2 separate regions of the Mustela erminea genome follow, and region 1 is linked to region 2. A link is a contact called in public Hi-C data. All regions are on one chromosome and are shown on one strand. Each heading gives the region's core, a stretch centred on a gene start, on an enhancer-like site or on the middle of the called end of the contact. The rest is flanking DNA. Distances are from core to core; before and after follow the strand shown. Region 1 holds the start of PLCXD2 (PI-PLC X domain-containing protein 2). Region 2 holds the start of ABHD10 (mycophenolic acid acyl-glucuronide esterase, mitochondrial).

Region 1 (4,663 bases), core at 1,597-4,096, 280 kb before region 2:
ACCCCAAGAGCTGGACGCTTAATTGACCATGCCACCAAGTCCCCCCTCCTTTAATGCCTTCTTAATATGCTCACTCCTTCCATTAAGAGCTAAAAAATCAAGGGGAAAAATCCATTGAAATTAACATACCACCATAGAGCTTAAAGAACACATTTTGCTTGCCTTAGCCAGCTTCAATAAAATTTTGCATTTAGGAATTTTTAAAAGGGTGCTAAACTCAAGAAAAGCACAGAAAGGTGACATTTCAAAAGTAGATGTTGGGATATTGCTTTACGGAGTGATTTTTTTATGAGGAATAAAAAATGTGAACTCTAGGGGCACCTGGGTGGCTCAGTGGTTAAACATCTGCCTTCTGCTCAGGTCATGATCCCAGGGCCCTGGGATTGAGACCAGCATCATGCTCCCTGCTCAGCAGGAAGCCTGCTTCTCCCTTTCCCACTCCCCCTCCTTGTGTTCCCTCTCTCACTGTGTCTTTCTCTGTCAAATAAATAAATAAAATATTAAAAAATTTTTTTTTAAAATGTGAACTCAAACACGTGCCATGGTGTACTTGGAAAAAAGAGCACTATATTGAAGTGCGCTTTAAACCCCAGAAGATACATGATGAACACTTTCTTTTTATTAACGATGGGATACTCCTCCAGGAAAACAAAAACAAAAATTTCCTGTAATACCAGGCAGCTCAAAGGACTGAAAAGCAGGTTCAAATGAATGTTAAGAATAACCTGGAAGAGGAAAAGGGGACTGTTATGCCCGAGTTTTCATGTCCGAGAGACCACCAAGGAGCCAAGCACCGATGCAATCACACGAGGGTTTATTTGACAAGCTTAAGCTTGGGCCCAAGTATACCCGACACAGCAGAGTAGGGACTTGGACCTGGAACCAGATTACAGTCAGAGTTTTTAAAGGCAGAGTAGGGGTGGACTCGGTGGTGGGTGAGGACAAAGGGGATTAGGGATGGCATAAGTCTCTAAGGAATTTTGAAAGCAAGGTCTCCAGGATCTTGGGGGACTAGCTATTGTTGGGAGAAGGGTTATTTATTACCAATAAAAATCTTCTCATGAGACCCTTTAGATGTGTATCAGTGGGCCATATACTTGGGAATGATTCTTGACACTATCTTGGAGGTTTAGAGATAAAGGAATTGTTAAAGTAGACTTACAGAATCCTACTCGGATCTGTTGGGGTAGAGGGTTGGTGAGGCTAGGATTGTCCTTCGCAAAACCTCAAGGTGAGGGCAGTTAAGTCCCCAGGGGAGAGCCACTCTGTCTGTTTCAAGAGCTTGTCAGTAGGTAAGGAATTTTAATGATTTTCTTCTGCCTCTGTTTCCCACATCAGCTAAACCTGAGGTGGGATAGCCTTAATTTTCTCGGCCTCCACATTTCCCCCTGAACAATTTTGACCCTTAAATCTTTAAGGTTGCTGAAGGTGGAAGGTCTCATCTTCTCTAACTTCTTCCTGCTGAGTAGGGGCATAGAGTTGTCCCTGCCTGCTCGGGTCAACATTAATCAGTTGGGGAATGTGTAGGGGACTTATTATGAAAGACAGAGGCAGCTGAGTCCAGGGGTTTAAATCAATTATTAGAGAAGAGAGGGACTGTTTAAAGTGCTAACCTGAGTAGGTCAGAACCCAAGAAATATTTTGATAATCTGGAATATCAAGATGGCTGTACAGGGCTAGACTCGTAGGTACAGCCTTGTTTTTCCTGGCCTCCAAAGGGACAATATGAGCAGGAGTTATGTGCATTGAGTGGTGTCTAGGGCACAGGCATTGCAGGGGCCTGTGGAGTTACCCTGGAGTTGAAGTGGGCTGGTCAGTGATTGGATGTCAGACTTTACTTTTCTCTTAGCAAAGCCTGCTGCTTGCTTTTCACATAAGCCCCTCCTGAGTCACCCAGGAGCTGCCTGACCTGAAGCCCTCCAGGACCCCACTATCAAGGTCCTGGGTGGAGGCATTCTGATTTTGCCTGTTGGTCAGGATGTTTCTGATTGTTGCTGTGCAAAGTTCTCATACCATTAGAGACCCTGTAGTATACCACCATGAAAAAGTACCATTTGAAGGAGTAGGGAATATTGCAGAAAGCAGGGAAATGAGTTTGTGTGCCTACAGACCTCTGGATTTGAGGGTTTCCTTTTAAAATGGCATTTCCAAATAGCGCCAGCTGCTCTCTGAACGCCTCAGAACTTCCATTTCATGTGTGAAAAGGGCATCCTATCCACCACCCGCCCTGCCCTATGGGGGCCCTGTGAAGATCAAATGGGACAAAGAATTTGCAAGAAGGTTTCAAATACCTGAGTAATACAAATAGAAGTCATCATTATTCCTTCCTCTGTAAGAAGGGGGTAAGAGGTGTGTAAGTAAATCTTCATTATGTAACTGCTGAAACAAACCATCCTAGAGGTTGTCATCCAAATATGATATATTTCACCTTTCTCAGCCTTCTTACTCCCCCTATTTCTGCCTCCTCTGTGGTTTATTAAAATGTAATACATTCTATGTGATTGTCATTTTGTGTGTGTGTGTGTGTGTGTGTGTGTGTGTGTAGAGGAAAGACACAAGGAAAGAAACATCATCTGTGGTCGTATACAGCATCTGAGCGCTGGCTTCCAGGAAGGCCAGAGGAAGGACGCTTCTTGAGGTCCCAGGACTAGCCCCCAAGTTCCCCCGCCCGCAGTCCCCGCGGCGGCGCCCGCCTTCCTCCAGCCCGGCTGGAGTAACGGAGGGAGGGGACTGGGCCGCGGAGGGGGTGGGAGCGCTCCGAGGGGCAGCCCGGACGGACGCCGGCCAATCGGAGCGCGCTCCGCCAGCGGCCAATCACGGGCCGCGTAGCCCGGCAAATCTGCCCGGCAGTGCGGGGCGGGGCTGCCGGAGTCCGGGTGCCGCCGGTTACACTTCTGAGCGCCTTCGGGAAGCCACAGGGCAGGGGGAGTGTGTGCTGAGAAGCGGGGGGAGGAGGAGGAGGCAGGCCCAGCTTCTGGGCCAGCCCCGTGACACACAGACAGGCATAAATCCGGCTGGTGATGTTGCGTCCGGGCGCTCACGTGTGTAGAGACCCACCGGCTTGTCCGTACGCCGTAAGGGCACCTGTCGTGTGAGTGGCTCCGGGCGTGGCTGCTCGCCGGACGTTCAGTTTCTGTAAGATTGCTCTCTAGGGGCCTACCTAACCCCCGCTCCAGAGGGGGAACCTAAGAAGTTTAACGGAGCCGGGTCTGAGCAGATTAAGGGAGTGGAACAGCGGCTGGGCCGGAGAGGGTGGGGACTGCGGGGGCTGGGGGGTAGGGAACCACCTACTTGCCCCGTCTACCCGGCAGAAAGGTCTTTTGGCAAGACTGGCTTGACAAAGATGGCCCTGGAATGTCTAGAGTCCGGGCCGTGATGATCCCTGAGTGAGTGGCACCGGGCTGCGCCTGGGCAGTTTGTTGACTGACAAAGAGGGATGCTAGCAGTTAGGAAGGTAAGGAGGAAACTCAGGATGGGGACCATCTGCTCCCCCAACCCCAGCGGGACAAAGACATCATCGGAGGTCTGCAATGCCGACTGGATGGCCTCGCTCCCCCCTCACCTCCACAACGTCCCCCTTTCCAATCTGGCAATCCCAGGTACTCTTCTATTCCTACTTGTTCCCACTGTGTTTGCTTCTGCCATTTTAGTGTTGTTATTATTAATGGATTGGGTTGCTTTTCTGTTGTGCTGAGAAAATAATTGTCAGTGACCTTACTAAACGTTTTTATTTCCAACCAAAAACTTAACACTGAAGCAGCTGCTGTAAACAGATTTAAGTACACTGCATCATTGGCAAAAGGGGCTTGGGAGAATGGAAGCACCATTTTTTTTTTGTTTATTTGCATCTTTTTGTTTGTGTTTTGTTTTTACTTGGTAGCCTCATTCTAAGAATGTTACATCCCTAATGTTGGAACCAGGCCATGTGAGTACCTGAATCACTTAAAGAAAAAAGGAGAGCTCATGAGTAATGAATAAAAGGTCATTAACGATTTTCAATCTGGATCAAAATTAAAACTGAAAAGTATTTTCTTTCTCATTAATTTAACCTTGCATATAGGAAAAACAAATAAACAAAGATTAGCATTAGATAACAGGTTCAGAACCAGGACTGAGTATAAAGACACATATTTTTGCTGTTGGAAAAGCCAGATATAGAGAATGCAAATGCTCATCAGAGGTCACAGGCAGTCATTAGGTGTGATGAGGTGGTGTTTGAAGATTTGTCTATATATATATACAGGTGTCTGCCTGACTGATCTAGAACCAGAGCATTGAAAAACACTTCTCCTCCAGCCACAGTTTCTATCCTAGGGGTTTTATGCCTTGGAATCACTCTCATTAAATTGTTAAATGTGTCCTCTTCCTTCCACTCAAAAGCTGGCTAGAACATGGTTTCTAGGGAGGGCCATTTGGACTACAGTGATCTTGGACTGCTGTGCTGGGCAAAGTCCCAGACGCCTGTACTTGAAAAGCACCCCTCGGAGCAGGGGATGGACTACTGCCAATGTTTTCTCTCACCTGGAGACATAACAATTGATGTTGAGCCCTAGACTTCCAGACAAACTCGCAAGCATCCCTGGGAGCAGTCTGATTTTTGTGCATGACCTCATGCAACCCAGATCTTTGCTTTCTATGCATGAGGAAGAGCAGAGCTGGCTTC
Region 2 (5,085 bases), core at 2,535-5,034:
AATGGAGAGTTCGTACATCTAGAACTTCTAAAGAGGAAGAAGCCGTCCCCTATGTCTGGGTCATCTCAGGTGGTTTCAGGGTGTTTGTTTTACCTTCCTTTTCCTTTTCTGATTTTAGAGCCCTAACCCACTACTCACCTTCAGCGTCAAGACGCACGACAGAATCTACTACATGGTCGCGCCGTCGCCGGAAGCCATGCGGATCTGGATGGATGTGATCGTCACCGGCGCGGAAGGATACACGCACTTCCTGTTGTAGGGCCCCGGGCGGCACCGCCCACAGCAGGGCCGACTGCAGTCATCCACCAGAACGAAGCCATATTCCATCCCAGACCGGAGGACCCGGCGCACGCATCCCTCTCGCTCTGTATACTCAGAACTCCTTTTATAGTAACAGGAAGTCATTTATAAAAGAGAAGAAAAGGGGTTTACATCCAAAGCGGGATGATAAGTAGCAAAAGGATTGAAGCACCTATGAGAAAAAAAAAACAAAAAACAAAAACACTATTTTGGTAAATAGCATCACTTATAGGAACGTTTCTTATAAACTATTTTTGCCGATTGTTTACTTTGGTGAAATAAATGGAACGGTTTACAAAATGTGTGTACCTGGAAATAGGAAATTATTGTAGCACCCCAGTTACTGGTAGTGACATTATTGCTTATCAACCGGTTTTTTAAAAAAGCATTTTGCTGGAGGTTATTTTATAAATAGAAGCAAATAAGGGTTTGGAAGGGAATATATTTTTAGGAGGCATTTTGCCCTAATTATTAAGTACTGCGCCTAAACCAAAGACTTGATATGACTTCTCTTTAATAGTGGTAGTTCCAGGTGATGAATCGCATTTAGTGTTACTCTTCATTTTCAAATGGTACTTTGATGCCATCAACTGTCTAGAAAGTTGACTCTGAAGAGTTACCACTGGTATAAGCTATTGTACATATAGAGCAAGTCACTTTTTGTAAAAGAAGAAAAAACAAAAAGCTGTGTGTTTTAGACGGAAGCCGCCTTATTAAACAGACATTCTGTCACTTTGAGCAATTTAAGATAAGGAGACTATTTCATGGTTTGCTGAAAATTTCTCCATCCCCAGTGCTGAGAATAAAGGTAGCCAGCGGCTGATTTCCTTTAGATTGTCTGTTTCCTCTTTTTTGTGGAACACAGCTGTTGATTGCAGTCTCACGTGATATAACGATGAATCAGACCTCTGTTTTCACCAAAGAACAGACCAATTAAAATACTTATTTACTGAAGTAGCATAGTTCTATAAAAAGAAAAATGAACTTCAACTTAATGTTCTTTGTAATGTACTATTTCATTATGTATTTCTTTACATTTAGCTTTTGTTTTTTAGAGTTAAATTAATTTTTGTTGGATGAAATGACTTCAGGCAAGTCTATTTTATAACATTTTTTCAAATGACTTTATCCTGGTTTATCATGTTGTGTGTATTGCAAGTATGAACGTATTGTTTCCTAAAAATTGGCAAATGAACAGAAGTAGAAAATCGTGGCTTTGCTTACTAGTACAGGTGAAACAATTAGATTGAAAGTGTCCATAAAATCTTTGTCAGGCCTGATGGGATACAATTCTTAAAACTTTGCAGTGTGGTTTGTATACATGTTGCCAATAATAAGATTTTGCAACTGGATGACACATGATTTTTACTTGAACAGTGGAGGACAAGGTCATGATTGCAAAAGACATTTTTATAATGTGTTTTTTTCAGAGAATCACCCCAAACCCCATAATGATTAAAAGAGTGAAATGCAATTGCTAACATTTTGTTGGTCAATGTAAAGATATAACTTGTCTGTACTGTACTTTGTAGGATTATAAAGATGTTCGAATCAGCATTATATCTTGCATGATGTAGTAAACCTTTTAAAACGTGTGTTAAAATATGTTGAGTATGGATTAAAATGTTGACCAGATTCCACATTTGAAAATAAACTCATCTCTCATGAGGCAGTTACCTGTTGGTGACATGACAGGGGGTGGATTAATCAGCAAAAATCAATTGTGAATCTCCACAAAAGTTGTGTGTTCACATTATGATTTGTAGTTTTATAAATCGAAGTAATTCTGAGTCTCTCTGGTCACATTCCTGCTGCTAACAAAGTGAGATAACCCCTGACAAATCTGACATCTTACTGTCTTTTTACAGAGATGCAGTTATTACTGGGGATTGCAAGGACTGTGCCTACTTTTCCAGCAGGGAAAAAATCATGCAGATGTGAATTAAGGGCTTTACTTGATAGTGACTCATTTGTCTCCCTGGGCTAAGGCAGCAGATTTCAGAGAGAGAAATGGCCCTGTACAATATGTCCTATCAATAACTCCTGTTAAGGAATGCAACATTGACAGTGGGTATGGAAACAGATTAGTTTACTTCAAGCCCATCACTGTGGGTAAAAGCATCTTCACTTGACCTAGTCACAAGTTTTCCTGATTTGTTATACTTATAAGGGTGTGTAAAGAAAACAGTCCATGTACAGTGCTTTTCCCATTAGGGAAACAAGTCAGATTTTTTTTTTCATTTTGCTGCACATAAAATACAAGATTTGCAAAAATAAAGGGAGAGAATAAGGAAAGGAATGATTGAGAATATTTGCAATTATCAAAAGGGTCCTGGGATCGAGCTCTGCATCCGGCTCTCTGCTCGGCAGGGAGCCTGCTTCTCCCTCTCTCTCTCTGCCTGCCTCTCTGCCTACTTGTGATCTCTCTCCGTCAAATAAATAAATAAAATCTTTTTAAAAAAAAAAAAGCACAGTGAGAAATGTTGATTATTAAGATACAAGCGATAGTGAAGTGATGTGCATTGTGTATTATCTTACTGATTTAATTCCTCTGTAGTTTACAACAGGCCTAATGGAGAATTGGCGAAATAGTTTACCAGCTTTTGGAGTACAACCTGAAATCAAGCAGCCCTCCTTGCATCTATTTCTGGCACTATACCACTCAAGAAAGTATTTAATTTTTATTTAACCAAGTTTTTCAGTATGTTCCAATAAGACAGGTTCTCAAGACATACCAAAGATAGACTGATTCACTGTATCCAACTTTGCCTCTAACTCTAGGACCAATCATTGCTCCAAAATTTATGACCAACATATAAAGTGGCTTTACTTAAGTATTATACCAACCACGGTAACCTGAAGTAGAAAAAAAGAAGATCTTACGCGATGATGCTCTTTACCCCCAGGATTAATTGGAAGGGTCCCAGAGCTAAAATTCAGAAACCCCCATGGCAATTGAATGACTATTCAACTATTTTTCTATTATTGACTACTCCATTTTTTTCTTCTGCTTCCTTCTAAAACTGGTGCAGATAAAAATTTAGCAGATAAAATCTGCTAAAAATTTAGCAGATAATATACAGCCTTATGAACTAGTGTTGTTTTCTACAGGAGAGTCGCAAAGTGGGGCCACTGGGTCAAGGGCACTGAAAATGATGCATATTTTATAAATCCTAAAAGATGTGGCGAGATTACCTGACAGAAGAGTTTAGCAGCTGACCCCTAAACCCTACGCGAGTGCCAGTTTCCCAGCGTCCTTGCCAATAGTTGCTCTTTTTAATTTTTGCAAATCTGATGTGTGAGAAAAGTAACGTTATTTTTTCAATTAGTGAAGTTGAATATCTTCACGTATGAACTGCCTATTCACAGATATCGACTAACTCCTTGAAATTATAGATTTTTTTTCCCGTTTTTTTCTAGGAGCAGGCTGAATAGAAGTATTAACATTCTGTTACCTGTTCTGTAAAATCAGTTTTTCTAGACTCCCATTTGACTCAAGATGACTTTTGCCATTCAAGAAGTTGAAATTCATATACATTTTTAAATGAATTTAGTTTCATATCTTGCTTAAGAGAGTCCCTTCTATCCCCAAACTATAAAATATTCTCTGTACTTAAATCCTCTCAATTTTATTTTTCCGTTGAGATCGTTTATCTACTGGGATTTATTTTTGCACATAACACGAGGCAGGGAACGGAATAATTTAAAAAAAAAAAAAAAACTGCCAGGCATCCGAAGAGCTTAAGCAAAATCGAAGGAGCGGTGGACAAGTACGCTCTGGGTATTTCTGCAAGCAGGATTAAGGTCAGATCTTGGAAGCATTTCCGGTATGCTTAAAACTATCAGGGCGGGAGAGCGATTTATAATGCAAGGAGTCTAGCTAGCATTTTATGCTTCCGCTCCCCAGTGTCCTCGGGATGATCAGACGGTTTCCTATCTAGGAACGTTGGATACGGATTCTCTCCGCACCCTCAGCGACGGAATATCTATCTGCTCATTAAAAAAGCCACCTACTGAGGTCAATCAAAACATTCCGGGCCATCAAGGGCAAAAACTGCCGGAGAGAATCAGCTGTCCAATAGTGAGGGGAGGGCAAGCGGGACGACGCTCTGCGCATGTGCGCTCTCTGTTGAAACTCTCCCGGGGTGCTCTTTAGCAAGTCCGGGCTTCCGGCCGGTGGCGCATGCGCAGCCTAGTTATTGCGCTGAGCGACTCTGTAGGTCAGCTCGGTGCTCAGGGCCCTCTGGGAAGATGGCCGGAGCCGGCATGGCGTCTCTGGGCGCCTGGGTACCTTGTCGGAGGTGGAGCAAAGCGGCCGTCTTTGGCTTCCACCGTGGCTTCACCGCATTATTCAAAAGGAAGCTCGAGGGGACGCCACGGTGGCTCCCAGGTCAGTGGCCGAAAGGCGGGAGAAGTACGCGTTCTTTCGAACATCGGGTTTAGTCCGTTCCTGTCTAGTGCGTTTTTGGCGCCCTATTTAAAAATGTTCATCCCCATTCTTAGTATCCTTGTTTTAGGCACTTTCAGCAATTCTGGTGGAGGTAGTAGGAAGACCTCTTCTTGGCCCTGGGTACCCTGCCCAGCCCCGGCCCTTGCTGGCGTTTTCCGCTTTGCAGTTTCAAGATGCTACCCTGCCCGTCTCCCCGCGTTAAGCGCCAACACCGGGAAATATTAAGATGTGCGTTTATTAGTTGCTTTTTCTGTCTTTTCTCTTCAGGTCTAAGGGGTTTACAAATCTTGACTCTGTTAGGATGCTTAGACCTGCCTTTGCTTCACTAGAGGGAA

The links. A called contact is a pair of places that touch in the nucleus more often than the background predicts.
Region 1: a Hi-C map of spleen shows a contact between it and region 2, with 2.8 times the contacts expected there. The contact joins the promoter of PLCXD2 here to the promoter of ABHD10 in region 2. A contact is called at or near these places in 2 of 3 Hi-C or Micro-C datasets (skeletal muscle and spleen).

What each region holds. Positions count from the first base shown.
Region 1 is chr1:162,015,744-162,020,406 of mMusErm1.Pri, reverse strand. PLCXD2 (PI-PLC X domain-containing protein 2) reads left to right here and starts at 2,846. Exons shown (of 5, transcript XR_004287157.1): 1 at 2,846-3,599. All of the region lies in intron 2 of LOC116594339 (a long non-coding RNA gene), which reads right to left.
Region 2 is chr1:161,735,477-161,740,561 of mMusErm1.Pri, reverse strand. ABHD10 (mycophenolic acid acyl-glucuronide esterase, mitochondrial) reads left to right here and starts at 3,784. Exons shown (of 5, transcript XM_032349314.1): 1 at 3,784-4,690. The coding sequence starts at 4,552. PHLDB2 (pleckstrin homology-like domain family B member 2) reads left to right here. Exons shown (of 25, transcript XM_032349463.1): 25 at 119-502. The coding sequence ends at 259.